3 separate regions of the Mus musculus genome follow, and all the other regions are linked to region 2. Evidence: chromatin contacts called from public promoter capture Hi-C data. All regions are on one chromosome and are shown on one strand. The core of a region is the stretch at or near the end of the contact, and the rest is flanking DNA. Distances in the headings are between cores, read along the strand shown. Region 1 holds the start of Bid (BH3 interacting domain death agonist). Region 2 overlaps Kdm5a (lysine (K)-specific demethylase 5A). Region 3 overlaps Erc1 (ELKS/RAB6-interacting/CAST family member 1).

Region 1 (2,700 bases), core at 48-2,547, 540 kb before region 2:
CCAAGCTCTTCCACTATGTGATTTCAAGTGTAACTTTTTTTTTGGCGGGGGGTGGGGGGGTGGGGGAGTGGGGGGTGGGGTGGGGTTGGTTTTTCGACAGACAGGGTTTCTCTGTATAGCCCTGGCTGTCCTGGAACTCACTTTGTAGACCAGGCTGGCCTCGAACAGAGGCCTCCCAAGTGCCGGGATTAAAGGCGTGCGACACCACGCCCGGCTTCAAGTGTAACTTTTATTGATCGTAAAATTAGAGCCATCTTCCTTTAAGAAGAATTGGAAAATATAAAGAGGAAAAAGAAACCCTGGAGATGGCTCGGTTTGTAAAGTACTTCATATGCGTAAGAACTGGACTTTGGATCCCTAGCACCCATGTAAAAAATAGAGTGCTGTGTGTATCTACAATTCCATTGTTATTGGTGCACAGTGGAAGCTTCCTGGAGCTCACCTGGCAGTCAGCCTAGGGAAATCACGCGTGGAGCTGGGAAGCTGGTCCACTCCCCTCACCCCACACCATCTCAAAAGAAAAAAAAAAAAGGTGGAAAGGTGGAGAGTGATGAAGGAAAACACTGACCTCTGGCTTAAATACACACATACACACACAAACACACACCAACCATGTGATTTTTTTTTTTTTTTTTTTTTTTTTTTGTCTTCTCAGATCCAGTTTCTCTGCTCAGGAACAGCAATTTCCATGGTTCTATTTACTTCCTCATACTTCCAGAATTCACTTTCTTGTTTCTCTTTCACTTTTGTCACTGTCACGTGTCCTTTGGGGGTACTGGCTGGCACTTAAGTATATAGCATTGGGACTTCTCTGGACAGGGGAACTAGCTAGCAGTTTGAGATTATCTGCTAGCCTCCTGGTTCTTTCCACATTCATCCTTGCTGATTCATTCCATGACCGAGAACCCCGCAACCCCCATCCCTGCCTTCCCCACAAGAGTTTAAAAATTCTGCAAGCAGCTGCGCAGGAGAAACAATAGGGACCTCCCAGCATCTCTGATAGGGCCGATTCTGACAGGGTCACTAGTCTTGAGTGTGCCAACCCTGCTATGTAATACATCAAGACAATGCGGAGAGGTCGGGATCAAGTATGACACCCCATCCTCACGAGGGCAGGTCGCCCAGGCTTTGGGGACTCTGGGGAGCGCAGGTTCCGGGTGTACCTTCCTTCCTGTCCCCCGTAGCGAGCCGGTAGGACCCTTGGGTTTCCGCAAAGTGTGGCCAGTCGGAGGGCGGAGCATCCGGAGGGCGGGGCTATCACAGGGGCGGGGCTCCCGGGCGAGCACGAGGAAAGGTAGGTGGAGTAGAGCGCCGGGCCGAGTGTGGCTCCGCAAACCTTTGCCTTAGCCCGTTCGCCGCCCGGTACCGGCGCAGCGGCGTCTGCGTGGTGAGTATGCCCACCCTACTGGGCGCCCCCACAGTTCCCCTCTGGGAGGACGGGGTCGGCACGGAGCTCAGTTTCGTATGCTATCGATCCTTCGTGATGGCGGGGCTCTTGCGCCTTGATGGAGGCGGGGTGAGGGCGCCGGCCACAGGGTGCCACCGCGGAGCTGAGGGGAAGGCACTCACTCGAAGGCCTGGGGCGTGCGCCACTCGCGGTCCCCCTCAGCGCTCGGTCCTGGTCCGCTTCGGGCAGGCCTCCTGGTGGACCCGGGGTCCCCGCGGTCGCGCGCCACTCGGCAGGTGCGCGCAGAGCTGGAAAGGCGGGCCTGAGGTCTCGCTGCGCTCCGCTATGGCCACCCACAAAAATCAACAAGGAACGGCTACAGCCCACAAATGGGCCCTGCAAAAGCCCTGGAACCCCAACCCAGGGAACACAGACCTTGGAAGACTGCAGCGAGGGGCACCTTTCCTACACCCGTGGGCACTACTGTGTGCACAGCTCACACTCACGCCTGAACTGTGAGGAAGTGGCTGACCCCTCCGCATCTCCAGTACCCAAAATGGTTTGAAAATGTGCACAGACTGGTTGCTGATGTTTTTAAAAAGTTTGTTGAATGGTTGGCTGAATAACCCTATAGGATTCTAGAAGAAACCCACAGTCTTCAGCCACCAAGTGGCCTGGGCCCACAAGGATTCACACATTCGTTCATTCATTCTTTCGTACATTCATTTACATACTCAACAAATAAGTGTGGACCAGGGACGGATCAGGGTAGAACTTTGTGGGTGGTGAGAGGCTGGAATGAAGAGCTCTGTAAAGGACCAGGTGGTGTTGAGTATGGGACTTCTAGGCTGGGCTTGACCTTCATCTGATAAGCCACATAGTTCTGAGTCAAGAGCATCCTGAGGACCCAGGCAGGGCTCCCCTACTTTCCCAGGCTACTGCCTGGTGCCATGGCCAGGATTGCCCTTACTGGAAGACTACCTTGAAGCCGGGTCTAGGATAAGCTAGCTGTGGAATGGAGCTGGGAGAAACCACAAGAAGGATGTGGACTTTCCACATTCCAGCTCTACCCAACCAGGAGACTTTGCAGCCCTGCCCCATCCCCTGGGACTTGGTCCCAGGCACTACCCTGGCAGTCAGCTCTGAGTGTTTCCATGGGGGGGGGGGGAGCCTGATCCAGTGCTGGGGCTGAGTTCAGAGGCTTTAATACTTGAGTGGGCTGAGCTCTAAGAAGGACTCGGCTGGGTGGTGGTGGGGAAGCAGGGTGGCGATTGTGTGTGTCCTGGCCTCTACTGCCTCTCTTGCCCAGAGAG
Region 2 (2,740 bases), core at 85-2,584:
AGGAGGTGTGGCCTTGTTGGAGTAGTGTATTACTGTGGATGTGGGCTTTAAGATCCTTACAATTAGCTGCCTGGAAGCATTCAGCTAGCAGCCTTCAGATGAAGATGTAGAACTCTCAGCTACTCCTGCATCATGCCTGCCTGGATGGCGCCATGTTCCTGCCTTGATAATGAACTGAACCTCTGAACCTGTAAGCCAGTCCCAATTATGTGTTGTCTTTATAGAAGTTGCCTTGGTCATGGTGTCTGTTCACAGCAGTAAAACCCTAAGAAAGAAGTTGGTACTAGGGTATTGCTGTGATAGGCCTGACCATGCTTTTGTCTTAAGAATGTGGATTTGGGGGCTGGTGAGATGGCTCAGTGGGTAAGAGCACCCGACTGCTCTTCCGAAGGTCCAGGGTTCAAATCCAAGCAACCACATGGTGGCTCACAACCATCCGTAACAAGATCTGACTCCCTCTTCTGGATTGTCTGAAGACAGCTACAGTGTACTTACATATAATAATAAATAAATCTTAAAAAAAAAAAAAAGAATGTGGATTTGGGAACTTTGGATTTAGACAGCAGTATAATGTTTAAGTGGAGCTCAATGGGTTATCCTAGTAGGAATATGGAAGACTTTGTTTTGTTGCTGAGAGTGATGTGAACTGTGCAGACCAAGCCCAAGAGGTTTCAGTGGAGAAAAATTCCAGTATGTGGCGTACAGACTATTTTTGTGGTATTTTGGTGACTGCTTTCTGCCCTTGTCTGAAAAGTCTACATGAGGTTAAAGTAAAGAGATTTTTTGTTTTGTTTTGTGTTTTGTTTATTTTGGAGGCAGGGTTTCTGTGGAACTCACTCTGTAGACCAGGCTGGCCTCAAACTCAGAAATTCACCTGCCTCTGCCTCCCAAGTGCTGGGATCAAAGGTGTGTGCTATCACACCCAGCCTTAAAGTAAAGAGATTTGTATTAATTGCACTGACAAAGGAAGTCTCAAAATAGCCCAGCAGAGACTTTGTTCTCATGAAGAGCATCTTGAACAAGTGTAGCAAGCTTAGAAAGGAAAAATATAAAATATATGGTTTGAGTATTAATGTGGCACCAGGAAGTGAAATGGAGCTGAATCCTGTGTTCTAGGAGATAACAAATTAAGGGAATGGGACTACAGGACAAGATCCTACCCAACTAAAATTTAGATCCAAGCACGGTGGGAGGCACCTTTAATCCCTGGAGACAGGCATACAGATCTCTGAGTTCAAGGTCAATTATAGACCAAGATCCAGGATACAAGCTTAGGCAGTGAAGGAGTTGGAAAACAGGAAGCTAGTGATAATATAATAGAACAAGGGGGTCATAGTCCAGCTCCTGTAAACAGCGGAACTCAGCAGCTTTGGCAATGTGGCTCTGGCTTTAGAGTGAAAAATAAAAGGGACTACTGGGACAATTGACACTGGTTAGCTAGAGCTAAGAAATTAGCAAGGATTAAGAAGAGACCAGTATCACTGAGGTGAAATCTTCTGGGAAATGTTTGTTGAGAGCACAAAGAAGCTGTGTTTCCAAAATTTTCGAGATGCCAAAGCCATAGGATATCTGCTGAGGAATGCTGCTAACAGGGAGTGGAACCAGCCCAGGATTATAAATTTGTTTCAGTCAACAAAGGAGTTGGAGATCCTTTTGACATCAGAAATGGAGATACAGAGTTTAGAGTTTGCCCAGCTGGTTTCCTGTCTTGATTTGGGGATTATAGCTAAGTGAATGGATGGATCTCAGAAAAGACTTTGAACTTTTAACAGTGTTGAGACTGCTATAGACTATGAGGACTTCTGAAGTTGGACTAAATGTCCTTTTATATTGCTACTGCTAGATATGGCCCCCATAGACTCAGCCTATGGGGGCCAGGGAGTGGAATGTGTTGGGTTTGTATATGTTTGGCCCAGGAAGTAACACTATTAGGAGGTGTGGCCTTGTTGGAGTAGTTGTGCCACCATGAGCGTGGGCTTTAAGACCCTTATCCTAGCTGCATGTTAGTCAAGTATTCTGCTAGCAGCCTTCAGATGAAGATGTAGAACTCTCAGCTCTGCCTGTACCATGCCTGCCTGGATGCTGCCATGTTTCTGCCTTGGTGATAATGAACTGAACCTCTGAACCTATAAGCCATCCCCAATTATATGTTGTCCTTATAGGAGTTGCCTTGGTCATAGTGTGTGCTCACAGCAGTAAACCCTAAGACAGTCAGTGAGGGGGAAAAAAAAAACATTCAAGATTCACAAAAAAGTTTAAGCTAACCTGAATGGTGCACTACTAACTTGACAGACACAATGGGTCCACTAGTATATACTGGCAGCTAACCAGTCACTTCTTGGATTTGAGGTCTATTTCACAGAAGGGAAGTCATCTTTGATACTATACACATAATCAAAAAGTCAGTGACTGGAAAAGTGATAGTCCCTGGTGAGAAATTTACTGCTATTTTGCTAAATAGTCAAGATATGCCTGTCAAACTGGATTTTAAGTATTTATGATCATATAATAGTGCTGTTATCCTCTTTGACCAGAAAAGCTTCTTTCTACAGTGTGTGGTGGATAATACCAAGACTCATAACTGGTTAAAGTGTGAGAATAAGAGGCTATTTAAGGCTGATTTAAAACAGAAACCTCTGAAATGCCCACTTTAAGGTTTAGCCAACATTAAGAAGTGGGGTTGGGGCTGGGTGTGACAGCTCACATTTTTAATTATAGCACTCAGGAGGCAGAAGCAGAT
Region 3 (2,700 bases), core at 34-2,533, 550 kb after region 2:
CCAGACTGGCCTCAAACTCAGAGATCTGCCTGCCTCTGCCTCCCTAGTGCTGCAGTTAAAGGCATGCCACCACTGCCCAGATGACTTACTTTAAGCATCACAATTATTTATATATAGCTTACTCTGAGGTAGGTATTATTAGTGGTCTAAAAAAGGCTTAGAGTATAATGGTGGATATGTGTAGTCTATATGCAAAGCCTTTTTGTATAAGAAATTCCAGTTATGGAGTTTTGAGAGCCAGTCCATCCCTACCCTGGTATCCTTCCAACTTTATGTCTTTTTTTGTTCAGTTACCCATTGGTTAGTTTGTGCTGTTCATATTCTTCTGGATGTTGAACCACCCACTGAAACGTGGTTAACTAAAGGGAACCATACTCAGAAAGAAAACTGACTCTCCCTACCCCAGAAGCTGTCAGCTGTTCGTAGCTCTTCAGTTAAAGGAGTGTGTAGGCTTTTAACCCCCTTCACTCAGTGCTAGACTGTGGACTGGCTTGATCTTGTGCAGGCAAACACAGCTGCTGTGAGTTCCTTAGTGTAGTGGTCCTCTCATGAGAAGACAGTCTTTGCTCTGGGTTTTCCCTGACCTTTGGTTCTTACAATGTCTCTGAATACTTTTCCGTGATGATCCCTGAGCCTTGGGGAGGCCAGGATATACAGTATGTCTGTCCCATTTAGGCTGAGTACTCCACAGCCACTAATTCTCTGCACTTCTCTCACCAGTAGTGAGTTTCTGTGTTAACCATCATTCAGCGCACAAAGAAACTAAAGAGTGGCAGCACTCTACAGATGCAGAGATAAAATTTGGAGGGCAGTGTGGTATTATGTCTGTTTAGCAAAATAATCAGTCAGTTCACTCCTGGGGCCTATGAACTTTCCAACCATGGGTTAATTGGCTAGATTTGCAATACCAGGCATGTTCTTCTTCCCGTGGAACAGTCCTTAAATCCAACCAGAAAGTGGTTACTTCCATAACATCGATGCCAGCCCCTTTTTTGCTGTTCTCAGCTTGGGAATATTGTTGGTGACTTTCATTTTCTCTCCAGTAGCCTGCATAGCTATAGAAGTAGGTGTCGGAGAGGACGCTTCCTGGTCTTTACCAACTATTTATGTTCTGTGACCAATGTGTGTAGTGTCCTCAGAAATCAAATCTTACCATTAAGTTTAAGTTCTGGTGGGCAGCCAAGAGCGGAGCCAGCACTCTGTACTTTTTTCCAGTTCTTTCTTTTTGAGACAGTTTTGCTGGCGACACATCAGCTTGGTTTGGAATTTGTAAAAGCTCACATTGGCCTTGAACTTGATAACCTCTTGCTTCATCTTCCCCAATGCTTGGGGTTACAAGCAGATACAACCCTGTCTGTCTGGTTTATTTGTTTTGTTTATTTTATTTCATCTTATATTTTGAGACGTAGCTCAAGCTGGCCTTATCTGCCTCAGACTCCCTGTAGCTAGGATTATAAACATGTCTCATGTCTGCTTTTATAATAAAGTCTGTAGTTCTTTATGAGAATATGATGATCTGATGGGACTTTGTTTCCCAGAATTTTACTTAGAACATTATTGGGTATTGTACAGTATCCGGTGTTGATGTACATTATTTTATTGATGAAATACTTGATACGTATGCTCAGTGTTACACATAAAAGCACTCGGTAACCTGATATCAAGGAGAGGTTTCCCTGCCAAATTAGTTTTAAAAAAGGGGAAGGGCTGGAGAGATGGCTCAGTGGCTAAGAGCATGTTCTATTTTTTTTTTAAGATTTATTTTTATTATTCTAATTATGTGTTATGGGTTATGTGCACATGAATGCGGGTGCGCAGAGGTTCAGTGGTGTCTGATTCCTCTGGAGCTGGCTATTGTACTTCTAGTCCTCCATTTGAATTTTAGAATCAGCATTTTTAAATTACATGAAAATCTACTGGGATTTTGTGAATGAACTGGGAGAAGAGCTGATACCTTCACAGTATGGGTAACTTTTAACTTTTTTTTTCATTATTGAGGTATGATTTTATGTATTTTAGTAGAGATTTAAATGCTTGAACATTTTTGTTAGGTTTTAGGTACCTTTTATAGGTTTGTTGTTGTTAGCAGGACTTAACTTATTTTTTGATCAGGGTCTTGTGTATGTGAAACTCAGCTGTAGATGAAGATGGCCTTTACCTCTTCTGCTGCAATTATTGCCATGTATGTGCTGCAACATCCATTAATGTAGTGTTGGGGCTCGAACCCAGAGCTACATTTCTTCTCCTCCCCCTCACTCTTCTCTCTCTGTATGATATGTGTTTGACTGTTGGCAGGGGTCAGCCTCAGGTGTTGATCCTGGCCTTCACCTTGGTTGAAATGGAGTCTTTTGTTCTTTAGCTGGCCCATGAGCTTCTGGGAATTTTCCCTTCTCCGCCTCCCATCTCACCATAGGAGCACTGGGATTTCAGATGCATGCTATCGCCTTCAGTTCTACCTCATTTCTGGGGAAGTGACCAAGTGTTCTCATCCTTGCATGGCAAGTACTTTACACACTGATCCATCTCCCTAACCTTAACCTTAAGAGCTACATTTTCTAATTGTTATTCCCAATGTGCATGAAAGTATTGATATTTAAATATTGATCTTATGGAAATTTAGCTGTTATTAGTTCTAATGATGTGTCAAAGTATTAATATTTATATATTGAGCTTCTCTCTGACTAATGCATTAAGTTTTTT

The links. Promoter capture Hi-C pulls out the DNA fragments that hold promoters and counts their contacts. Capture Hi-C pulls out chosen DNA fragments and counts their contacts.
Region 1: a contact with region 2 is called in a promoter capture Hi-C map of liver, with 2.5 times the contacts expected there. The contact joins the promoter of Bid here to the enhancer-like site in region 2. A contact is called at or near these places in 2 of 39 promoter capture datasets (liver and pre-B cells) and 2 of 115 datasets of contacts at active chromatin or transcription factors (large pre-B cells and pancreatic cancer cells).
Region 3: a contact with region 2 is called in a promoter capture Hi-C map of liver. The contact joins two enhancer-like sites. A contact is called at or near these places in 3 of 39 promoter capture datasets (cranial neural crest, frontonasal cranial neural crest and liver) and 1 of 9 other capture datasets (liver).

The regions. Positions count from the first base shown.
Region 1 is chr6:120,915,421-120,918,120 of GRCm38.p6, reverse strand. It overlaps Bid (BH3 interacting domain death agonist), which reads left to right and starts at 1,297. Exons shown (of 6, transcript NM_007544.4): 1 at 1,297-1,387.
Region 2 is chr6:120,375,510-120,378,249 of GRCm38.p6, reverse strand. The region is part of intron 4 of Kdm5a (lysine (K)-specific demethylase 5A); the gene reads right to left. Among named protein-coding and RNA genes, the nearest start is that of Gm24592, 4.3 kb to the left of the region's middle. Within about 2 kb of position 1,334, at least 14 of the 459 cell types and tissues checked have an H3K27ac peak or open chromatin away from gene starts, as enhancers often do. A contact at or near this core is called in liver, where this site is marked.
Region 3 is chr6:119,825,479-119,828,178 of GRCm38.p6, reverse strand. It overlaps Erc1 (ELKS/RAB6-interacting/CAST family member 1), which reads left to right. Exons shown (of 21, transcript NM_053204.2): 2 at 2,360-2,498. Among named protein-coding and RNA genes, the nearest start is that of Erc1, 21 kb to the left of the region's middle. Within about 2 kb of position 1,283, at least 9 of the 459 cell types and tissues checked have an H3K27ac peak or open chromatin away from gene starts, as enhancers often do. A contact at or near this core is called in liver, where this site is marked.